Regions from separate parts of the Mus musculus genome. Here all the other regions are linked to region 1. The links are chromatin contacts, called in public ChIA-PET and Hi-C maps. All regions are on one chromosome and are shown on one strand. The core of a region is the stretch at or near the end of the contact, and the rest is flanking DNA. Distances in the headings are between cores, read along the strand shown. Region 1 has its middle 100 kb from the start of Gm28497. Region 2 has its middle 31 kb from the start of Gm28497. Region 3 overlaps Ikzf2 (IKAROS family zinc finger 2).

Evidence for each region. ChIA-PET counts read pairs in DNA pulled down with a chosen protein or histone mark. Hi-C and Micro-C count contacts between places; a contact is called where the count stands out from the background.
Region 2: a contact with region 1 is called in a Hi-C map of the Ba/F3 cell line, with 4 times the contacts expected there. The contact joins two enhancer-like sites. A contact is called at or near these places in 7 of 484 Hi-C or Micro-C datasets (the Ba/F3 cell line, CD8 T cells, Th2 cells and 2 more) and 1 of 115 datasets of contacts at active chromatin or transcription factors (acute myeloid leukemia).
Region 3: a contact with region 1 is called in an SMC1A ChIA-PET map of the G1E-ER4 cell line, with 5 read pairs. The contact joins two enhancer-like sites. A contact is called at or near these places in 1 of 15 datasets of contacts at CTCF or cohesin (the G1E-ER4 cell line) and 3 of 484 Hi-C or Micro-C datasets (Th1 cells, cortical neurons and group 2 innate lymphoid cells).

The regions. Positions count from the first base shown.
Region 1 is chr1:69,328,521-69,333,415 of GRCm38.p6, forward strand. No RefSeq gene overlaps it. Among named protein-coding and RNA genes, the nearest start is that of Gm28497, 100 kb to the right of the region's middle. Within about 2 kb of position 3,306, at least 47 of the 459 cell types and tissues checked have an H3K27ac peak or open chromatin away from gene starts, as enhancers often do. A contact at or near this core is called in the Ba/F3 cell line, the G1E-ER4 cell line, embryonic fibroblasts and 1 more, where this site is marked.
Region 2 is chr1:69,459,896-69,464,543 of GRCm38.p6, forward strand. No RefSeq gene overlaps it. Among named protein-coding and RNA genes, the nearest start is that of Gm28497, 31 kb to the left of the region's middle. Within about 2 kb of position 1,411, at least 35 of the 459 cell types and tissues checked have an H3K27ac peak or open chromatin away from gene starts, as enhancers often do. A contact at or near this core is called in the Ba/F3 cell line and embryonic fibroblasts, where this site is marked.
Region 3 is chr1:69,556,963-69,561,687 of GRCm38.p6, forward strand. All of the region lies in intron 5 of Ikzf2 (IKAROS family zinc finger 2), which reads right to left. Among named protein-coding and RNA genes, the nearest start is that of Ikzf2, 130 kb to the right of the region's middle. Within about 2 kb of position 2,904, at least 16 of the 459 cell types and tissues checked have an H3K27ac peak or open chromatin away from gene starts, as enhancers often do. A contact at or near this core is called in the G1E-ER4 cell line and group 2 innate lymphoid cells, where this site is marked.

The sequences.
Region 1 (4,895 bases), core at 2,056-4,555:
CTCTGAATTACTCTAACACATGAGCTTTAGGAAAGAAATAATAACCTGGGTATGAAGCTGGCATCTGCCAGTTCTGAGCCCTGTGACACCAAGGTATTAAATTTCTCTCAGCCCTACTGCCTCATCTGTAAAATGTATTAATGATCACCAACTCTCTGGACCATTAGTAGAAGTCAATGAATTTATATGTGTAGAGATGTGGGTTTTTTTTTATTTATTTCATGTATGTGAGTACACTGTACCTATCTTCAGACACACCAGAAGAGGACATTGGATCCCATTACAGATGGTTGTGAGCCACCATGTGGTTGCTGGGAATTGAACTCAGGACCTCTGGAAGAGCAGTCAGTGCTCTTAACTGCTGAGCCATCTCTCTATCCCATGTTTGGAGTTTTAAGCCTTCACATCATCATTATATTTCTGTACACACTGTTTCTGGATTAATAGAAAATGGGCATTTGTGCTCTAAGTCTGTCAAAGATTCTGAATAAGCACAATCATTTAAAAAAGATTCCAAGATATAAAAATACAATTTTAATCAACTTTAGACTCAATGTCTACTATATACTAGGCCCAATTTGAGAATTTTTCACAGTATAATTCTTAGCCAAACAGTCAAGAAAAATTTGTAAATTATCAAAGGACATTAGTCTTCTCCAGCATTGATTAGAAAATAATTTCATCATATAAAGTTGATGGAGCCAGTTATTTCTGTCTCATCACAAAATGTGGTAAAATTATGATCACGTGGTAAAATAAAAACTTTGGACTCAATTTATGAAGATAGATATCTATTAAATTTCCTGTGCATGAGCTGAAATGATGAAGAAAAACATAATTCTTATTTGTTTTCTTACTTGTGCCTGCATTTAAATAATGAACCAACTTTAGATATATCTAGAGCCAACAGAACTGTCTCGCATAAAAACAGTGGGGAAAGATTTTTATTTCTCTTGCTGAAAATATTTAAAACAATTATTCACGAGACAGATGACATCTAGAAGTGATCTCGTGTTAGCATGTTCTGAAACACTGATGCAGACATCTCCAACTGAGGTTGGCAAAGCTTCTCATATCTGACAGTACAATATGGACTCTCTAAAGGAAGAAAGATGCCAATATTTTCAAATCCTTCAAAACAAACTGAGAGCATAGAAAGTAGACAGATCTGGCCAAGTTAAGCTTTATTCCAAAAACATATTTTTCCAGGAAACCCATCTGAATGCTGATCTATCAAGTCAAGTACAGCTGTTCCTGGGGGTGGGGATGGGGAAGTGGAAGAGGAAGAACAGCAGGAGTTAAATTTGATGTTCATTAACACGAAGGGACATTTCTTGCCCCATTTAACTAATATCTTAGTTGGTACAGTGTAACAAACACTGTTTAGTTGTTAAAATCTATTATACCTGCTTTAAATTGCAACTCCATATAGCCAGAAGCTCAATAGTTGGTAAAATTCAATTTGAGTTGCCAGAGGTTGTTAATGGGTAGTATTTCTATTTATTCTCTTAATTGTCCGTTATCTAAATTATCACTGTGATGAAATCTTATGTTTACTACATTCCCACATAATCAGAATGTCTAAATAATTTTCCTTGTAAGTATAATGATGTCCATAAAAAGGGCCCATAAAACTCTTTAGGGACAGGTTTTAGAGTTGTTTGTGTGTGGTTATTATTATTATCTTCATTGGTGTTTATATCTACCACATTTAATCTCAAAATAAATAATTCTACTTAAACTTTGACAACATTAACAAAAATATAAAAATAACAAGCCAAAATTTATCATTGCTAAGCACAGAGTGGACTCTTAGAGTGTGGGTGCATACTTACTGACTACCAGCTCAAATTTAGCCTGCAGATGCCTTTAGAAACTTTCAGTTTGTTTATATAGTGGATTACATTGATGGATTTCCGTATATTAAACCATCCCTGCATCCCTGGAATGAAGCCTACTTGGTCATGATGGATGATTGTTTTGATGTGTTCTTGGATTCGGTTAGCAAGAATTTTATTGAGTATTTTTGCATCGATATTCATAAGGGAAATTGGTCTGAAGTTCTCTATCTTTGTTGGGTTTTTATGTGGTTTAGGTATCAGAGTAATTGTGGCTTCATAGAATTAATTGGGTAGAGTACCTTCTGTTTCTAAGAACTCACATGATATGTACTCACTGATAAGTGGATATTAGCCCAGAAACTTAGAATACCCAAGGTACAATTTGCAAAACACATGAAACTTAAGAAGAACAAAGACCAAAGTGTGGACACTTCGCCCCTTCTTAGAATTGGGAACAAAACACCCATTGAAGGAGTTACACAGACAAAGTTTGGAGCTGAGACGAAAGGATGGACCATCTAAAGACTGCCATACCCAGGGATCCATCCCATAATCAGCCTCCAAACACTGACACCATTGCACACACTAGCAAGATTTTGCTGAAAGGAGCCTGATATAGCTGTCTCTTGTGAGGCTATGCCGGGGCCTAGCAAACACAGAAGTGGATGCTCACAGTCAGTCAGCTATTGGATGGAACACAGAGCCCCCAATGGAGGAGCTAGAGAAAGTATCCAAGGAGCTAAAGGGGTCTGCAACCCTATAGGTGGAACAACAATATGAACTAACCAGTACTCCCCAGAGCTCATGTTTCTAGCTGCATATGTATCAGAAGATGGCCTAGTCGGCCATCATTTGGGAAGAGAAGCCCCTTGGTCTTGCAAACTTTATATGCTTCAGTACAGGGGAACACCAGAGCCAAGAAGTAGGAGTGGGTAGGTAGGGGAGCAGGGGGGGGGGGTCGTATAGGGGACTTTCAGGATAACATTTGAAATGTAAATGAAGAAAATACCTAATAAAAATTGGGGAAAAAAAAAAAAGAAACTTTCCGAACATAGCACTTCGGTCTGAATATAGCTCTGTAGTAAGTGTGTTATGCTTATGATATAACATTGAAATTTCCTTCTTAAAATTAGTTATAGGGCTTATGATGTAATAGCTACGGTAAAATGCAAACAATGAATTCTTTAAGTGTGATTATTTTCATATCCATAATTTCCAGCAGAGGTCTCTAGAGAGCAACCAAAGTTATGGAAATAAGGAATATGGGTGCAGAAATTTAAATAGAAATTTTAACTCTTCAGCTTAATGTGGGCTTTCTTTTCACCCACGCCCCTTTCTCTTTTGATGTCTCTGAGCCTTCATCAGATAAAAGGCTGTCTAAAAAACTGATCAGAATAGACACAAGAGAACAGGTTAATCTCAAGTGCACCGGTGTAATGTGTCACAAAACAGACAATGTAATTATCTCAGCAGCCTGTTTAACCAGCTAATTCGGCAGCTTTGCATACCAGGGGTGAGCTCATCTGTTCACGATACTCTACTCCCAGCCAGGGATTTTTCACCCAGCTCACTAGGTTTTACAAAAGCTTGTGAAAGCTTGAGGACTGAGTGTTTCCTTGAATGAGGTTTAACAGCTTTTTGCAATCTTCTATTTATCAGGAAGCAACGGACTAACAAAGAGAATAAACTGCAGATCGGCATTGTATAGTTCCTCCCCCCACCCAAAAAAAAAATGAAGTCATACTGATGTAAATACTTATGTGTTCACCGAAATAAACTCACTCTCCTTACAGGGAATCTCGAGAAATGCTCAACAGGTTAACAGAAATGTGATTTGGGACGTGAAGATTTCTGAACCTGATGTCATTTTCTTAGCAGTAAATTCTCTTGCTATCAAACACGCTCTGCGTGTGTTTGATACTGCTGTATCCTGCTGACCTGGGGCTGAATTTTGGTTCCTGCTAGGTCTTTAGTAAATTGAACCTATTGTACCTTTGTCTTTATAATATGAGTAGTTCCCCATCAGATGTTTACTGAGGGGTTTAAATTATACATCAGGGAAATGCTGTACAAAGAGGTAACAAATAGTGGCTCTCTTATTGCATGGTATCACACGAAATCATAGGTGTAAGCATACATATAGGCATAAATACTTGTACAAAGACACATACATATATATGTATACATATATATGTGTGTGTATGTATGTGTGTATGTATATATATATATATATATATTACAAATAAATACAGCTCTATAAGTGCAAATATCTACTAAGTCAAACACAGGAAACAATAATAAAGTAAATAGATAAACCAAATAACAGAAAGTTCTACTGTCTGCTATCTCTGATGGATCTGATATCTGCGATACTGTATCTTATTATTTCCAGGAGAGTCAAAGCCTTAAACAATGCTAATGGCTGTCTTGAAGGTGAAGCAGAGAGGAAGGAAGACTGTAATTCATCGTAAACCCTATTACTTTCGTGAGCTACTGAGCAAAGCAAGAACAAGTTACATCATCTCGGGTGCAAATTTTAACCCATTAGATTGGGATTGCATCTCAGGTTGATGGAATGGTGAGACTCCATCACCAGAAGGATGTCTAGGAAGCAGTAATGAGGTCACAGAGTGCCGTGCTCTGGACTCAGTACATGGAATCGCAAGTCTTCTGTAGCAGGTTTGAAAGACTGATGTCTGCTTCCATTCTGCTGCCTTAGACTCCAATCGTATCTCTCCTCTTCATCATTCTGTGACCCTCTTATATGTAACTAAGTTATCCTCTGCCTCTAGTTTCCTGCAAACTTCTCTTCCTTTCAATGTTTCACTGAGACTCCATGGGCTCAAGGTTACCCTGGGGTCATGTCCCTGCTGAGCAAGTTTTGTAGCAGTGGCTGCACCTTCTGCCCTTCCCCTGTGACTTTTACAGGCTTGTTACCATGCCCTACTTTCTTCAAGACCCTGCTGAAACATTATCTCCCAGCAAAAGTTTAACCAGTAACTTAGACACACTCTCTCTTTTCTCCTTTTCCCCATAATGCTTACCTAGACCTCA
Region 2 (4,648 bases), core at 161-2,660, 130 kb after region 1:
AGCCATATTTTCTGGTAGATCAGAGCAGTCAGTCTCCTGTGTCCTAGTTAATCTTTTTCTGTTGTGAAAACTGACAGAAACAACTTGAGAGAGAAAGGTTTATTTTAGCCCACAGTTCAAGTTTTAATTCATCCTGGTGGGAAGGTAGCATGGAAACAATTGGTTACATGTAATATAAAATCAGGAAACAGGGAAGGGTGAATGCACAATGTGGCACACAGTAGGGGGTCATCCTACCTCAATTAACATAACTAAGGGCTGGCTCTGTGGGTAAAAGAGCTTGTAACATAAGCTTGATGACCTGACTTTCCTCCTTAGAACCCAAGTGTTGATGGAAAGAACCAACCCCTCAAGTTGTCCTTTGACCTCCACAGATCTGTTCTGACAGTGCAAACACACCCACAGTAAAATAAGTGTGAGTGAAGGTGGTTAAAATCACTTATTGGTCTTAGGACCAGTTTCCACCACCTGTGTTGGGTAGTATCTGACATTTTGTTATTCCAGCTCTAGGGGATCTGACTCCCTCTTCTGGATTTCAAGTGCACCAGCATTCATGCAGGTACACACACACACATGTATGCACGTACACACATACACATAATTAAAAAATAAAATTGTATATACATTTTTAAAAAAATTAACAAAACCTCCCATAGTCATACCCAAAGACCCATTTCCCATGAGATTCTAGATTTTTTTCAAATTATTAGTCAACTCTAACCATCACATCTTGTAACCCTAAAAATATTTCTAAGACATTAAGGAAATAAGTACAATAAAATTGATAACATACAAGCAATTTGAAAAATATTAACACAGCCATCCTAATATTTCCTGAGGAAGATCTGTGATAAATATTATTGATTCTCAACTGTCTGTCTTTTCCTAACATTACTTTATTCAGATAAAGTACAAATTTCATTTTTAAGGACTTCCATTTGCTCTATGGAATTCATAGTCACTGGGTATGGGAGTATAACTTCTGACCAACTGTGAGAACATTAGTCACTGGTGATTGGGAGAACAAAGGGAGATTTATAAAAGTGGTGAGCCAGAAAGGTAAAACACATACCTGGAGGAACAGAGCAGAAAAGAGGAGGGAACCATCTTCTTGGCACCCCAACACCTGACCACTTGACACTTCCTTTAAGAGGTAGAATTTATATTGTTCCCATAATCCAACCAGAGAAACTGAAATTTAAAGAAAAGTCCTTAGTCTTAAGTAATTTTCTGGAATTCCAAGTGCTAAGCAAAAAGGACCTACTCACAACCTAAATAGGAAAAGAACTCAGTGTGTAAACACTTTCCATGATACTAAATTCCAAGAAAACTTAGCTCACATCCTCTGAGATAGATTGATGACAGTTGGTGCCTGGAAAGGCATGCTTTGCCAAGGCCGTACTTAGGTACTTCAGAAAGATCTAGCTCAAAGGCATTTTACCCACAGTATCTGCAAAGAGATCTCTGAGAGTGACTAAGGTTTGACCAGCAAGCCTTTGTTGAGTCATCCTCCTCAGAAATACCACTCTGATTCATCAACTATGCTTTTTATGTTAATTGCATGTAACATCTGACATCTTCGTTACCCTTTCTCCACATCACTGAATCCTAAGAAGAAAATGAGACGAGCCAAACCCAGATTATGGCTGAAGTTAAAACTGAGCATTAGTGAATTAAAGTGAAACTTGAATGAGTTCAATATACCATGAAATTCAAAAGAAGGTTTTATATCTCATAAGGTAAAAAAAGAATAGTGATGTTATCTTAATGTTGATGTTATATTTTGTCTACAGGTTGTAGAATATAAACTACATCCTTTTACATAAATCCATACTAATATGATTATTGCAAGAAATATAATTATCAGGAAGGCAGAGTCTTTTTAAAAATTGCTGTCTTTTTTAATCGTTATAAAATTGCAAAATGAGTCACAGTAAACGTATAGGTCTTCCCGAACCTGTTAGCTATTGCATAATAAAGTGGGCCATGGCCTTTCAGTTGAAATTGATATTTGAGCATCTAAAATAAGTACTCAAAAAATGTCTTCAATCCTGGATCACACAAGCCAACCTAGAGATGACCCTTTTGCTCCCTGGAGAAGGTATTGCTCTTTGTGATAAACGAGTTCTGTTTCTCTGGTCTGGTATCAATTTCCCTTGCTGTGGGAACAGGCCGCTGAGTTTTAAGATTTGCTCATCCCCACAAGGAGGTTTTTCTGCATTGCTGACCAAAACACAAAGATCTGAGTAGTTATCAACTCTCCATTCTTTCTGTCACTTGTGAAGATCCACCAGATAGAAGTTCAGGAATCTGGCCCCAGGACAGGCATGGTTGGTGGTGTCTTTAATTACACCTTCCCAGAGAGTTGGGTCCTATTCTCCACCCAGGTCTCTGTCACTGTCTCGCTTCAGTCTCTCCCCAGGCCTGGCTCTTCCTCTGTTTCTAGTACACTGAGAGCTAAACATTCTTCCACTAAATTCCTCTTAGTAAAAGTGATTTTTTTTTGTTTTGTTTAAACAAAAAGCATTAACTTTCACAATATATGTTTAAAAATTAACGAAATCTTAAATTCTCTTAGCCTAACATCCTAAACGAGATCAACCCCTCCCTGAGGGTTGGCTTTTTAACATTGTCTGCATTCAATTTTGCTAAAAGAATAGATTATCCAAATCTATGCTCTGTCATAATAGATACAAGAAACTAGATAAAAATTAAGTGAGAGACAAGTTCTCTTTCAGTGTTCTCTAGTCTCTCTGCCCTTCTTACTCTGAATTTTCATCACTAGAGGAAAGCCATCAAGCTGAACTCTCTCCTACTTGAGCTTTTTCAAAACCTGCCTCCTAATGAGCTACCAGTGTCCAGGACAGTGTGTTGAAAGTCCCTTTGGTTGTTTAATAAAATGCACACAAAGAATTACAAAAAGCTTAAGGATGGTTGTAACAAGAACAACACTCCTATATTTAAAAAATAGGTCTGCCACCCATTCCCTAAGACCTACAAGGCTCAAGTCTAATGCTGCTCACATGCTGGAATTTTGTCACATCACTACTCTTAGCAAAGTCTTCGTCACTCTCATCCTTTGTGTAGATCTCAAACAAGTTTGTGTTATTACTGGATATCATTTGTCAACTAGAGGATGAATATACATGAACAAATGAAACATCACTGCCTTTTGTGTCTCCAATGATAACTGGAGGACAGAACCCAGTGAAATAACAACAGAATAAAATTTACTTCTTGTTTTGGTAAGAGGAAGCCAACAGAAGGACAGCCTCAAGGAGGTCCGTGATCTTGGACAGGAGATGGGAAACAAAAATAAAGAGTAGCCTCTAATTCAAGGCCCTCAAACTCTAATGCATTATTTTCTTTGATTAACATTAGAGGCAATAAACAGCTGCGGTATTAGTATCGTCTGTGGTCTTGTCCTGAAAAATGACAGCCAGTTCCCTATCACTGTATCCCTATCACATATCCTGAAAAGTAGTGTTACTTGTCAACTGCTTGCTATGGTGACAGTTATAGTGGGATTTCTTGGACCTGCCAGGAGATGAATAAAGACACTAAGACTCTTAGGCACTATAGCTGGGCAGACTTCCAGGTAGCTCATACAAATTAACCCCGACTATCATTATTGGCCTAAGTCCCAACACATGACCCGTTACCTCTCAGTTCCAGCACCCATTCCTTCCTGTGTTTCCATGATGAATCTCCTCCCCCTTCTTCTCCCAGAGACCCTCTCTCAGCCCACAAGTTCCATCTTCTCTTTCCTGCCCAGCTATTGACCATTAGATCTTTATTAAGCCAATCAGTGATCGAGGAATATGTATGATTATAAAATACTGAAGCAGGTGATAAGACATAAGAATAACAATACCAAAATCCAGCCAGTACTCAGCTCTCTGTTAGTACAGAATTAAAAATTGAATAATACATAGACAACCCTCACACAATGTACAAAATGGTTATCCCAACATACAGTAGACAGATCATATTTATTTATAAATAAACATACTGACAAGTATTTAAGTTCCTCTTTTTCGTGTTTAGAAAAAATCTCTATGATTGATATTTTTGTAATTCTATTTTATATATATTTAAACAAACAGAAAGAATCTATTAATTCCTTCATATTGGTAAAACATCCATTTCAATGAAAAGGCTTGAAAACTTTATATTGGAAGGTAGAGAAATGGGCCTGCGGTTAGTCCTTTCCCATCTAACTAAGCAAGGTTCACCCTTTACTCAGAGAGCTCCTTGGAATACTACCACCTACATGTTTTGTCACTGCTCGGGAGAAACCTCCCTTTTGAAGAGTTTTCCCTTTGTCCACTTTGGAAGCATTACTTTTAGTTAACTTTATTAAAAACATCTAAGGCACAAATATGCTCAAGAGTAATTTCAATATGCCAGGACACATTACTTTCTAAAAAAATATTTTAAAAAAACCAACAAGAAACCAAGTACTGGGTTTGGGGACTTGAGTGCATAAGCTACTTTTAATTGCTAATGTGGTTGGGGTTGTTCTTGTGTGCAGTGTGTTCAGATGCTGAGTTCTGTGCCCCAGGATTAGATTGCAGTCTGGACTTAGGCATTGTATTGACCAACGTGCTCTAAAGAATACTCTCCAATACTCTCTGATTCATTTATA
Region 3 (4,725 bases), core at 1,654-4,153, 230 kb after region 1:
ATAAATAACTTGCCTCTCTTTATTAGTGTGGTTGTGGACTGGAGAGAAGAATGTTAAGTGTTTAAAGTAGGTATATGAGAGGTATATTTAAATTAGGCTGACTCATGTGTGTGTGTGTGTGTGTGTGTGTGTGTGTGTGTGTGTGTTTAGAGTCCTTATAACCAGAGAGGGGGCAGAGAAAGAACATTTATATAAGCCAATGCTTCTTCCAATTGCTGCAAACACACTTTTGTTAGGTTTTAGGAAAATGTCTAATAATGAACACACCCAGGGCACTCTCAGTGATGTACTTTATTTTTCTGGTGTATGACCTGATGAAGTTTAAGAATTGTGCTTCCTTCATCGCTCCAAAAATGTGTGTTATGTGCATCTTTTATGCATGATGGATATGATGGATAACAAGGCAGACATCGTACCTGCATTATAAACCTAACTCTTATCATGCCAACATTTCCATTGATAATAATGTTAATAACATCATCTTCCAAATTCAGCTGAAAGACTTTCAAAAGACAAAATCAGCAGGGGAAATTACACCTACAAGGGCAGGTGATGCATGAGCTGGGGTTTGAGGCGTAGGTGAACCAATTGCCCAGCATGCACGAGACTCTAGCTCCAATACCCTGTACCACCAAACAAAACCAAATCGCAAACCACAAAAATTGAAGACAGCAATAATACAAAGTAGGAAACAAGCGAAGCAACTCTAAGTGGTGCCTTGAAACTAAACAAATTAGACCTCTGGAAGATAAAGAACATTCCTACGTTTTCCTTTTCTGTCCACTGTAAAGAAGAATTGACATAATCCAATAGAAGTAGACTCATGCAGGATTATTTTCAGAAAAGTCCAGCTTTTTGATATCTACTTTTATATTGCTTTGTTCAAGTGACAATGTCCCCAAGAATCCTTGCACTGAATGCCTAAATTGGGAAGCAAAATGAACTGATCTGCACACTGTAAAGTGCTCGAGGAACTCGGGTATCAGTATTCCTCATTATTATGAAAAATGTCTTATTTTATTGTTTATTTTTGATTTCTCAATGAATCCCCTAAGCAAAAACCAGATACACACATTTAGATATCTCAAATGTTACAGCTGTTTGAAATAGACACACATAAAGTGTCAGACTCTCTTACCATTATTAACCATAAGGAGTTTAGAGGGTGTACATATTTTCGTCATAGCTGTATTATAAATTGCTTCTCTGATTTGTGAAGGTAAGAAAAGGAGCTAGAGAAACTGCGAAGGTATAAAAGGATACAAAACCACAGGAAGGGGCTATAGTGAAATCTAAGAAGGAAGGAGACAGGGGTGATACTTCTCATTATTATACATATGTGAAGCATACATTGAAGGAACAACAATAGAAACCCAATTCGGAACTTTCTAGATTTAACAAATATCATATAAACTTTTCCTTTGATGCAACTTCTATTTTTCTTCATGTGGGCACAGTGTGTGCACATGTCCTCTCAAAACCCAGGACACAACTCACGTGCTGCTCCTTAGGGAACATCTATGTTGTCTTTTAAGACAGGGTCTCCCAGTGGGATGCAGAACTCACTCATCAGGACAGGATGCGTGATGAGCCCCAAGAATACTCCTGCCCATGCTATCACACCTAACTGTTTATATGGGTTCCAGAAATCTTACATTCTATACCAAGTGAGTTGAATCCATGGCCCATGTAATTTCTATTCTTAAACTGTTTTTTTTTTTCTTGTCTCATGCTGAAGTACTATAATAACCGACTTTACAAGAAAGCAATGCACTCGGAAAACATAGATGTCCAAACAGCATTTGTCTGAAAGCAGATAAGTTGATTTCATTTAAGTCATTATATAAAGTATAAAAGTCTGTGTGTGTGTGTGCACACGCGTGTGCACATGCTCACGCTCACACACATTCAAATTCTAGTCTTAAGGCAGACCCTATATGAGTCCTAGGTTAACCATATTGCACTTTACCGGGATATCACTGACTGATGATTTATGCCATGAATAAAATTTTAGTCACTTTCTAAACATTTACATAGTGAAAGTGAACTCTACACTGTGTGTTTATTTGCTTGCTTTTTCTCCCAAGACAGAAATGGCTATAGATGAAGACTATATGTTTGACTACTATGTTCAAGTAAGGAACATAAAGAATGGAGGTTAGTTACAAAAATCAATCAATCAATAAACAGTCCCAAATAATGCCCCGCTATGTTGTTTCATGAGTTGAGACTGGTGTGGAGCCTCTCTACTTCTGCCCGAATCCTGCATGAAGATTTGGTGTTGCTGGGAAGATGTGAAAGCAGACCTAGTTAGGGTTAAGAGTGTCCGTGCCAGCATCCACAGAAGCTTGAGACTGCTAGCAATCCCTGGAACTAGATCAACATCTGCAGAGTTTTCTGAACAATGGCACAGTGATCCATGAGTCCTTCCAGTTTCTCTAGAGCTTATAAGACCAGAGAAAGAATGGGAAGGAAGGGGTCCAAGCTGACATAACAAATGCGTTTACACTAAAGTGAAACAAAATTAGCTCCATGAGATGAAAATGTACCACTAAAGAAACTTCTCATGAATATTGTTTTTCTAGAAATGTACAGGAAGGTTCAAAGTAGCACAACCACTTCTACCTGTAAGACAGGGTTGCATGTGCTGATAAAGTTAGGATTTGTTGTATAAAGAAGTAGGAGGTGAAGTAGATAGTAGTGGTTATTACCATAGGTGGGAAAAGAGGAGTTTGTTTTGGTCAACTTTGACAGATTGTCATAGTAGCTGGGGCGAGCCAAAGTCGCTTTTATCTGGTGGTCACAACCTTCTGTCAGGGAAAAGCAACAGAATAGTATCCCCTCTCCTCTGTGCAGAGGGCAGAGACACTGGGGTGTCATTATCAGGGCTGGATGGGTGGACTCAGGAACTCCACGGTTATGCAAAGTATGTGTGCAACTGATACTGTTGGTGTGATTATCAGTGTGATCCAGTTCTATCAACCACCCCCAGAAAGGAAAGGAGGGGGCGAGGGTGGGGAAAGTTCACACTTGGGAGATGACCTAGAAAATAGGCCAGGTGCTGGCCTAAGATCAGTTTCAAACAGTGCTGTTCATAGGAAACCTGCAGGACAATTAATACTACCTTTAAAACACACTGTCACCATAAATACGAGTTGTACTAGTTGGCATCCTATAATCTAGTGTGATTATCTTATTGACCACTGGATCTGAGCTTTAAAGAATGAAGTCTTTTGGGCTGAAACCGGCTCCGTTGGCAAAGTACTCAGAAGCAATAGGATCTGAGCTCAGATCCCTGGTATCCCTGTAATAAGCCAGGAATGGCAGTGCATGTCTGTAAGCACAATGCTGCGGACTGGTGTGATGGAAGAAACAAGTGAATGCCCTGGACACGCTGCCTAGCCAGTTGATCCTAAGCAGTGACCTCAGGTCCCAGTGCATACGTATATTTACACACACACACACACACACACACACACACACACACACACTCACACACACACACCTACAGAAGAGAGAAAAACAGAATGAGTTGTATTTGACATAGTCAATACACTGTTTCATATGAGGGTTATAATTAGAGCAATTGACATTATATCTTTAGCAATATAGACAAAGGTTGACCTTTCCATGCAAGCCAGATTAATACGTCAGAAATTTTGAGAACTGTAAGTGAAAAAGGCCAAATGTTTTATCCAATTCTCTGAGGGCAAGAAGCCTATACCTTTATAATCCCCATGGATTCCTTTACCAGCCCAATAGAGAGAAAAATGTGCAAATATATTCAAAGGATGTGTAAGCCACAAGATTGAATTCTAGAGGGATCTCTTATAATAAAGGTGTAATTATACAACTTATATAAATGAGATAGTTTTCACTGGGAAATTGGGTTGTAACAATCATTGCACTATTTGCTATTTTTAAATCATTTTATTTAAATCATTGGAAAACACACGGGCATCTGATGATTCTGATTTGTGTGTGTGTGTGTGTGTGTGTGTGTGTGTGTATCACACAGCCCTTAAAATAACAAGGATATGAGTAATCAAGACAGCTCTCTCTTCTTTGAATTTTTTTCAAATGTACAATAGGGAGGAAGATACTTTAACAGATGGGCATTTGTGTGGCACATCTGGTTTGGTTCCCTTTTATAGGACAAAATTGCTTTAAACTGACAATTAGACATAAATAACAAATCTCTTGAGCTAAAAAAAATGTCAAATATTGGGAGGTCATAAAGCATTGTAAAAAAAAAAAAACTCCAACATTTTTAGAGTATTTAGAAATCAATACAGTATTTATTTAGGCTTATTTGCCACAAGTCACGTGATTTTATCAGTGGAAGGGCCTTCCAATTGCTATAGTATGGGTAGGTTATGATGAGGACACAGTAAGGCAAGGTAATTTTACAATGCATTGACTTTAAGAGGTATGTACAAAGAAAACGATATGCTAAACAATGTCAAAGTGAATGTCAATATTTTTCTTAGAATTTAATGAAAAAGTGTTGCTGTAGACATGAGTTGATTTCATTATTAAAATGAGGGTCAAACCCTGAATTAGGATAATGCCTTTGATGATCTGCTTTTTAATTTCTAACATACATATTTGAAACGTAACTCAGTATCTGACCTAATGGTATGTCAAGGCGTATTTTGGGTTATATTTAGATTTTACTAGACAGTAACTAAATTTCCTTGAGCATTAGCAGTCTACTTTGCAAAT